Regions from separate parts of the Rattus norvegicus genome. Here region 1 is linked to region 2. A link is a contact called in public Hi-C data. All regions are on one chromosome and are shown on one strand. The core of a region is the stretch at or near the end of the contact, and the rest is flanking DNA. Distances in the headings are between cores, read along the strand shown. Region 1 overlaps Zfp536 (zinc finger protein 536). Region 2 holds the start of Tshz3 (teashirt zinc finger homeobox 3).

What was found. Hi-C and Micro-C count contacts between places; a contact is called where the count stands out from the background.
Region 1: a Hi-C map of prefrontal cortex shows a contact between it and region 2, with 4 times the contacts expected there. The contact joins the enhancer-like site here to the promoter of Tshz3 in region 2. A contact is called at or near these places in 2 of 12 Hi-C or Micro-C datasets (Schwann cells and prefrontal cortex).

What each region holds. Positions count from the first base shown.
Region 1 is chr1:99,154,974-99,158,834 of GRCr8, forward strand. All of the region lies in intron 6 of Zfp536 (zinc finger protein 536), which reads right to left. Among named protein-coding and RNA genes, the nearest start is that of Zfp536, 440 kb to the right of the region's middle. Within about 2 kb of position 2,113, at least 31 of the 93 cell types and tissues checked have an H3K27ac peak or open chromatin away from gene starts, as enhancers often do. A contact at or near this core is called in prefrontal cortex, where this site is marked.
Region 2 is chr1:98,523,983-98,527,519 of GRCr8, forward strand. Tshz3 (teashirt zinc finger homeobox 3) reads left to right here and starts at 1,602. Exons shown (of 2, transcript NM_001107506.1): 1 at 1,602-1,635. LOC108349564 (a long non-coding RNA gene) reads right to left here and starts at 941. Exons shown (of 2, transcript XR_001835726.2): 1 at 73-941.

The DNA of each region.
Region 1 (3,861 bases), core at 863-3,362, 630 kb after region 2:
ACCCTGTGTGTGCCCATCCAGGCTGTGCCAGTATGGAGGTTTTAGCCTCAGCTTTACAAAGTCCTGTGTGGAAGTTCAATCTTACCTTGCAGTGAGTAGGTGTGTATGTGTGTGTGTGTGTGTGTGTGTGTGTGCATGAGTGTGTGTGTGGGGGGGTTGTACGTCCTTTTCTGCACCAGACGGGCCTCATTCCTGTACACACCCAGTGAAATAAGCAAGTGGGTGGTCGTGGCCTGTTCTCTGGCTTCCCGTTTCCCATTGTGTCTCTGAAAATGAAGAACACATCGGTTTTTCCTACTAATTTCTGTTTTGTGGTAGAGTTTAGGTATGGGAGGGGGACACCGATATGGTAACACGGCTTATGCCAAGGGCGTGCTGTGTATTGCTTCCCTGTCGAAAGACACAGTGGTCAGAGGGAGGGGACAGATCTAAAACAGTCACTGAAACGGCAGTCTACCAGAAGTTGTTCTCCAAGGTTATCTGTGAGAACCCACGACTTACGCACGCACATCGCTCATCAAAACTAGCACGTTTCCTGTGGGGTGGGGTTCCTGTGGATGGCACCTCTCTAAAAACTGTGGCAAAAGCAGCCACATCCTGCCAGATGCGGTGCCAGTCTAGGTACGGAGGCCAGAGAATGTGTGAGGGGGGATCACGGACACCCCTGTCCATAAAGGAATTGGTGTCTGCTAGTCATCCACACCCAGGGCCTTCGTCCACGGAGATGTGTGGACAGGATATTTTGAAGGCAGCGTCTACTCAGCATGCTCCATCCCCTGCAGCTAGTTCTGGAACAATAGGAAATGATGAAGAAAAAAGGACAGAAACATAAACTTTCAACCGGCTCGTGGATGGCTGCTACTGTGGTGGCATGCCCGTCAGTGAACAAATGAATGGATGGATGGATGGATGAATGAATGAATGAATGAATAGTGCCCACAGGAGAGGTAGCTAGCCCCCCCACCTCCCTTTCATGGAGTCACAAAAGAAATGCTATTCCTTTCTTCTCTTTTCTTCCCCTTAATAAAAGGCTCTCTCTGGAAATCAAACGTGTCAGACTTTGCTCTCTCTTGCTGGCATGATCCAGAAGATGGCTGAGGAATGACAGATGTCAGCGTGCAGCTGCAACGAAGCATGCAAAAGTTTCTCTCTAATCCACTTATTTCTCTGTAGTCACGTAAACCAAAACAAATGGGCAGGGCTTTACATTAGGGCCGGCAGGGTGGGGGTGGGAGGGACCCAAAGCCACAGCTGTAGGACTTCCATTGCATAACGAAGCCTCCTCCACGCCATCTTGCTATGATTTCCCTCTGCAGAGGGGAGAAAAAATCGCCAGGTAGTGTGAAAGGGCCCCTTAACACAGGGGGTCCAGAAGGTCAGCTCCTGTGTCCTTTTGTCCCATACAAACCGTCCCATAGGGGGCGGTTGTAAAGGCAGGATAGGGGTGTCATTAGCACAGGGAGGCCTCAGAACGAGCACCCACAGGCAGGTACGCACAAGCACCCTGTGACACACACATCACACACCAACACCCTGCTAAACTAACAGGATCGGTTTAATCACCAGCACCGTCGTTTTCAACTACTTGAATAAATCCAGGGGAATTATAAACGAAGCTCGTGTGTAATTAAAGTGAGGGTTGTTAGACTCTTCATTTAATAAAACACTTGAAAAGAAAAGCCCTGGTAGGTCTCCGCAATGCCAGGGGAAGCAGAAGGGGAGGGGTGCGCGCGTAGGTGAGAGAGGCCGGCCTCTTAGCGAGTGGCTGCGCCCACCTTGTGAACCCATTCCCCTTTCAATCTTGTAAGGAGCCGGGAGGGCGGGGATCGGGTCTGGGGCTCTGTCACCGCCAGCAGTTGCAACAGCTGCGAAGCGCTCGCTCGTTTCAGTGCAGTCGGCAAGGAGAGATGTGACGGATTTCGCCCATGGCAGAATGGCGTTCCGTTTCTGGCCCTTCAGGCAAAAACAGTAAAAGAAAATTCGAGATTTCCCCCCTTAAACTTCCCACAACAACCTCAGCAGAACCACATGACTCGCCTTCTACAATCTTCCCTGGTGTGCTCACTGCTACTTTGGCAGGGACTCAGAATTACTGTTACATAAATTCCATCTGATGCCAGAGCGACCATCTGTGAGTGGAGCTGGCTTCACCTACGTCTGCCTGCAAAGCCACTCTCCCTGAGACAAGGGAGAAGGGGGGAAAGAATTTGATTAATTTGCAGAATGCTTGTGATTTGCTCATATATTATTATAACTCCTCATCAGCACATGACAAATCCCCAGCCCTGGGTGCAGGCACCCGTTTGATTCCAGCAGTTTCTTGCGTCGACACCTGACAGACTGCAGAGCTTCTAATGACTTTCAGATGCTTACAAACAGTAATTCTATCTTCAGAATAAAAAGGAGGAGAAAAATCCATAGGAAGAAAAGAGGAGTGAACTTCTTCCTCTGCCGCACTTCCTTCCTGGGTAGCAACGTGATTTAACCGCGAGGGCGGCCGAAGCTTCTCCAAGGGGTCTCCCCCAGGCCCCGCCACGGCCACGGCCACGCTGCACGTAGAAACAAAGACCCCCGGATTCTGGATGGCGAGTCAGCCGAGGCCACACTCGGGTGATGCCAGACGGTGCCCAGGTGCCGGTCAAGGCTAAGACAGGGTGCCCTCTCCCTTCTGCATTTCAGAATCCTGTTCATTTTTTCCCCCACTTTTAATACGCAGATCCTCTCTCCGCTTCTACACATACATCTGCGTGCTGACTGCAGTTTGGTTCCCGGCTTCCCCCTCCCCCCTCCTCTCCTTTGCTTTTAAAACTCTGATTATACCTCCAAACCTCTGCCTCTGTGCTTGATTGCCTGTTTTAGATTAGAGATTTTTAGCCGGGAGACAAAGACTTCCGAATGCACATTAGTCCTGCGTATGAGGACCCACAGAAGGAAAAGCGATAAAACGCAACGTGCCATCTGTCCACAAACAATAACCTGTGTGTTTGGAGGCTCACAAATTACTTAGCACAGAACCTTCCCAAATTACAGAGCCTTGAGACAGAACAGAGTTGTGAGCGAGACCCCTCTTTGATGTCCTTCGGTATTTCCCACCCCCTCGTGCTCGCCTCCCCCCCACCCCCCAGTTGATTGCTAACAGTTGAGGAATGTCTCTGTGACAAGTAGATTTTTATTATCTGCATCTTCCCGGTTACATTTGGCCTGGGACCCCAGCAGGCGTGGCTCCCCCCAGCTGCAGCTGCTTAGGACAACGGGCCCAGATGCAGTCTGTCTTCTGCCTGTGGTTGTGAGCTTGTAAGGGGGGGTGTCTCCTGAGCAGGTCCCCATTTGATACAGAAAGATTCCAACAAACTCTGCCTGCTCAGAGAGCCAGTCAGCTGGCTCTGCTCAGGAAGAATAGTCAAGGTTTTGTTGGTGACACTGTTAGTCTGTTCAAATTGCCCTCCTGCCCACCTCCAGCCTTCTCTTCAGAAACAGAGTCGAACACCCGTCCTTGTTCTGGCTCTGAGAAACAACCTTGGGAGCCCACAGGCCATCAAAGACTCGTAATGTTTAGCCAGTGTCTGTTGGAAAATGCCTTATGAAATGATTTAGTAAAATGGAAGGCAAAGGAAGAACGCTCATTGCCAAAGGGGGAGACCATTTCTGTTTGCTGCTGGCTTGCAGGTTAACTGGCGCTCCATGCCTTTTGTTTGTCTGTCAGACACGGCAGCTGTCCTGGTGACAGGATTCTGGTGCTATGTCAGATAACCTGGCCCAGCCCTTGTGTGGCTCCCAGGTAGCAAATCCTCCCAGTTCCCGGAAGTGGAAACTGAGGTTCCAAGAGAGTCTAGTGTGTGTCTCGGGGAAGCAAGGGTGTGT
Region 2 (3,537 bases), core at 352-2,851:
AGCTCTGGCTGGCGCTCCGCCGCCACCGCTCGAGGGTCGCCCGCTTGAATTCCAGCCCACCCGCGCCCTCACCACCAGAGTAAGTGAGCCCACGTCGCCCGGTCGCCACCACAGCCTTCCAGCCGCCTCCTTCACGGGGCACATCGGCCAAGTCTGCCCGGAACCTCTGCGACCCCAATCACCCAATCAATAATCAATCCCTTTCGTCCACAACTGCCCCTAAGCCAGGAGCATCTGGGGCAACCTCCCCAGTCCTGGGCGCACCCCGGCGGGGGATGGGTAGGGGAGCCGGAGTTTCTTCTCCCTCCCCCGTTCCCGCCTTAGAAACCTCCGACGCCGTGGGTGGGGGGCGCGGCCAGGAGCCCAAGGGGGCGAGACGCCGGGTGCTGAGACGGTGATCGTCCCAAAGTCAGTAAAGGAAACTTGGAGGTGACCCCTCCCACGCTTACCCCCGAAACAAACCTGGGAAAGTTTGTGGCGGGGGGGTGGGAGGACGGAAGGAGATAGCCACGGTGGGTCCCAGGAGAGGAACCCCAGGGCCCACACCCACGGCAACCCGCATATCTTCTCCCCAAGGCACCCCCGGGGCCCTGGCATCTTTGAAGGGGTACCATCCCGAGTTGTGGAGCGCTCTGGGGCTTTGCACGCGGTGGGTTGAGAGGAGTGCGGGCCGGGAGGGGCAGCGGGGAGCGGCCCGGGGTTGAGCCGGGGTGGGGAAGAGAGATGGGCGGGGGCTGTGGGCGCCCCGGGACAGGCTCCGAAGGGCGGACCCCGCGTCCCGGCGAGAACGCTCGGGGCAGAGACTGAGGGCTAGCTCCGGGTGTCTGGACTTGGGCGGAGGGCCCTGGGCAGGCGTCCGGGCCAGGGCCAGGACCCAGGCTGGGGGCGCCTCCGCGGGCAGGCGAGTGACACGATCATCTCCTTTTCCTTTAAGCTTGCCTGTTGCCGACGCCGCCGCTCCAGCCGCGCCGTGGGCAGAAGACTGGACCGCTGAGCCCCGGGCCGCGGCGGCGGCGGCTGCGCCCCCCCCCTCCACCCCCGGATGCCTTGACCTCCCTGCCTGGGGGCGGGAAGCGGGGCAGGACCGGCCGGGGTCGCTCCGGGGCTCCTCCTCTCATCTTTCTGCCCGCCTTCTCCTCCTTCACTCCCCGCCCCCCAGCCCCGAACCCCGCGCACCTCGTCTGGGGACGGGGCGGGGGGGGGGCAGGGCGACCGCTCCTCCCCGCCCCCTCCTCCTCAGGCCTCTGGAGCGATTTGTCAAACTTCCCATTCCGCCGGCAGCGCGGTCCTCCTCCTCCTCCTCCTTCTCCTCCTCCTCCTCCTCTGCCTCCTCCTCCCCCTCGCGCTCCTCCTTCCCCGCGCCTCCCTTGCCCGCCCTCCTTCCCTCCGCACGTTCGGGGATCGCGGCGGAGCGCAGCGAGGGGGGGACGCGGAGAGCCGGGGCGCAGCAGCATCCTGCGGGCGGCCGCTCTCCGGGGGGGAGGCTGCGAGCAGGCCCGCCTCGCCCCCCCCCGCCGCCCCTCCCTCCCTCGGCTCAGCCCGGCAGCGGCGGCGGCGGCGGCGGCGGCGGCGGTGGCAGTCGCGGGAGAAGCATCATGCCGAGGAGGAAGCAGCAGGCGCCCCGGCGCGCAGCAGGTACGAGCGGCTTCCCCTTCCTCCTCCGGTCCTCCTCCTCTTCCTCTGCTCCCGCCGCGCCTCTGGGCCGCCGGCCCCCGCGCTGCTCGCCGCACTCCTCGCCTCTCTCTCTTTTTCTGTCTGTCTCTGCGGGCGCAGAGTAACTCCGGGAGCCCGGCTGGCTCGCGGCTCTCCTGCCCGGGTGAGCGCGCCCCCCGGTTGCCCCGCTATGTTCTCCGCTCGACCGGCTCGCACACCCTCCCGGGGACGACTGAGCTGGCTTGGGTCCCCGCCTCTGCCGATCCGGCTGCAGCGGAGAAGCGCTCTCCAACCGGTGCCTTTCGGTGGGGGGCGGGCGGGGTCACCTGAGTTCTCTGGGACACCTTTCGCGTTGTCCCGGGCAGTACCCGGTGCCTACCGGGACCAGAGCGAGCGAGCGTGAGCTACCGGATCCCTCTGGCCACCTTACTGCTAATTCGATTGATTCTTCATTTATTGGGCCCAAACCGGGTACAGCGGTGGAAACCAGAGTGCACTGGGTCTGTGTATTGTCAGATGACTGTCAGGTCAGTGTTGGATGCTGACATTTCCTTCATTCGTGAATGTCTTCTTACCCCCCTCCCTCTCTTTCCGCTGCTGCTCCCTACCCTTTTCTAGCACTTAGTTCTGGGACATATCTGAGTACTCCCCCCTCCCTCTCTTTTTCTGCCAGGAACGTCAACTCCTGTTAGGACTGAGCTGATTTTTTTTTTTTTCTGGAAAAGAGAATCATTGAAAACAAAACAAAACCCACACACAGAACATTATTTTGCAATAATGTCGGTTGGGGGCACGTTGGCTGGAAGAAGGGTTTCTGGCGGGTTGCCACCCTTGATTTGATGACTGATTGATCGCCCGTCATGCCTGTGCCTTTGATCTATTCATTCCCAATAAACATCAATAAATCACTTGCAATAGTGAGGCCAAGCTCCGTGACGTCAGGAGGGCCCTGTCAGTGCAACTTCAGGGATTTGGGGCGGCTTGCCGAGAGAGGACCACATATGGACGTGATGTATTTTGATATGAATAACACTCAAGACGTGCAGAGGCTCAGATGCTGCCCGAAGGGGAGGGTTACTTAGGAATCCTTTTCTTTAATCTTCTTTCTTTTCACTTCCCTTTTGAAAAAAGAGGGGAGGGCTGAGGGAAGAAGGAAGGGTCACCGAGGTAATGTTCCACGTGCTGGTGGTATACAGGCTAGTGGTGGTGCTCTGCAGGTTGCTGGTGGTGGCAATTACCTTCAGACTAGCGGGGCTCCCACCTCAGCTGCTCTCTGGCCTCTTTACCAGAGTCACAGAGAAGGGACCATAAGGTACTTCTCCCACAAGGGTATTGGTCTGACGGTGTTGTGAAGAAACCTTGGGGTGGGGTGGGGGATTTAACTTGGTTTGGTGCATAGAAGGAAGGCATGTTTTCCTTCTGCACTCAGTGTTACCCAAATTTAGAAAGTTCGAAGATCCCTACAGAGAGCTCACCTCTTCCCTGATGCTGCCTGCTCATCCCATCTCCTCCTTTAAATTCCAAGCTTTTGCAGTGAGCTGATCTACCCGAAATAAACTCTAAGACTTTGGAGGCATCCTTTACAAAGTTGGTTAGTAGGAATGTCTTGGGCTTCTTCCAGTCTGGGATTTTTTTTTTTTCTCCTTACTTTCTTTCTTTTTCGGGTACACGTTTTTTAAGGTATCTGTGCCTCCATCCAATGAAACATATGTGACCACATCCTTGCATTTGGTCTTGAACTCTGTAGCTCTTCCCCACTGCTCCACCCAGCCCACAGGACAGTTTTCTCAAATGTGCTGTTGGTCTGATTTTTTTTTTTTAAAGCAACCTGTTCACTAACCTTTTTGCACTTTTAAGCCAGCCAGGAAATCTCAGGTCAGTTAA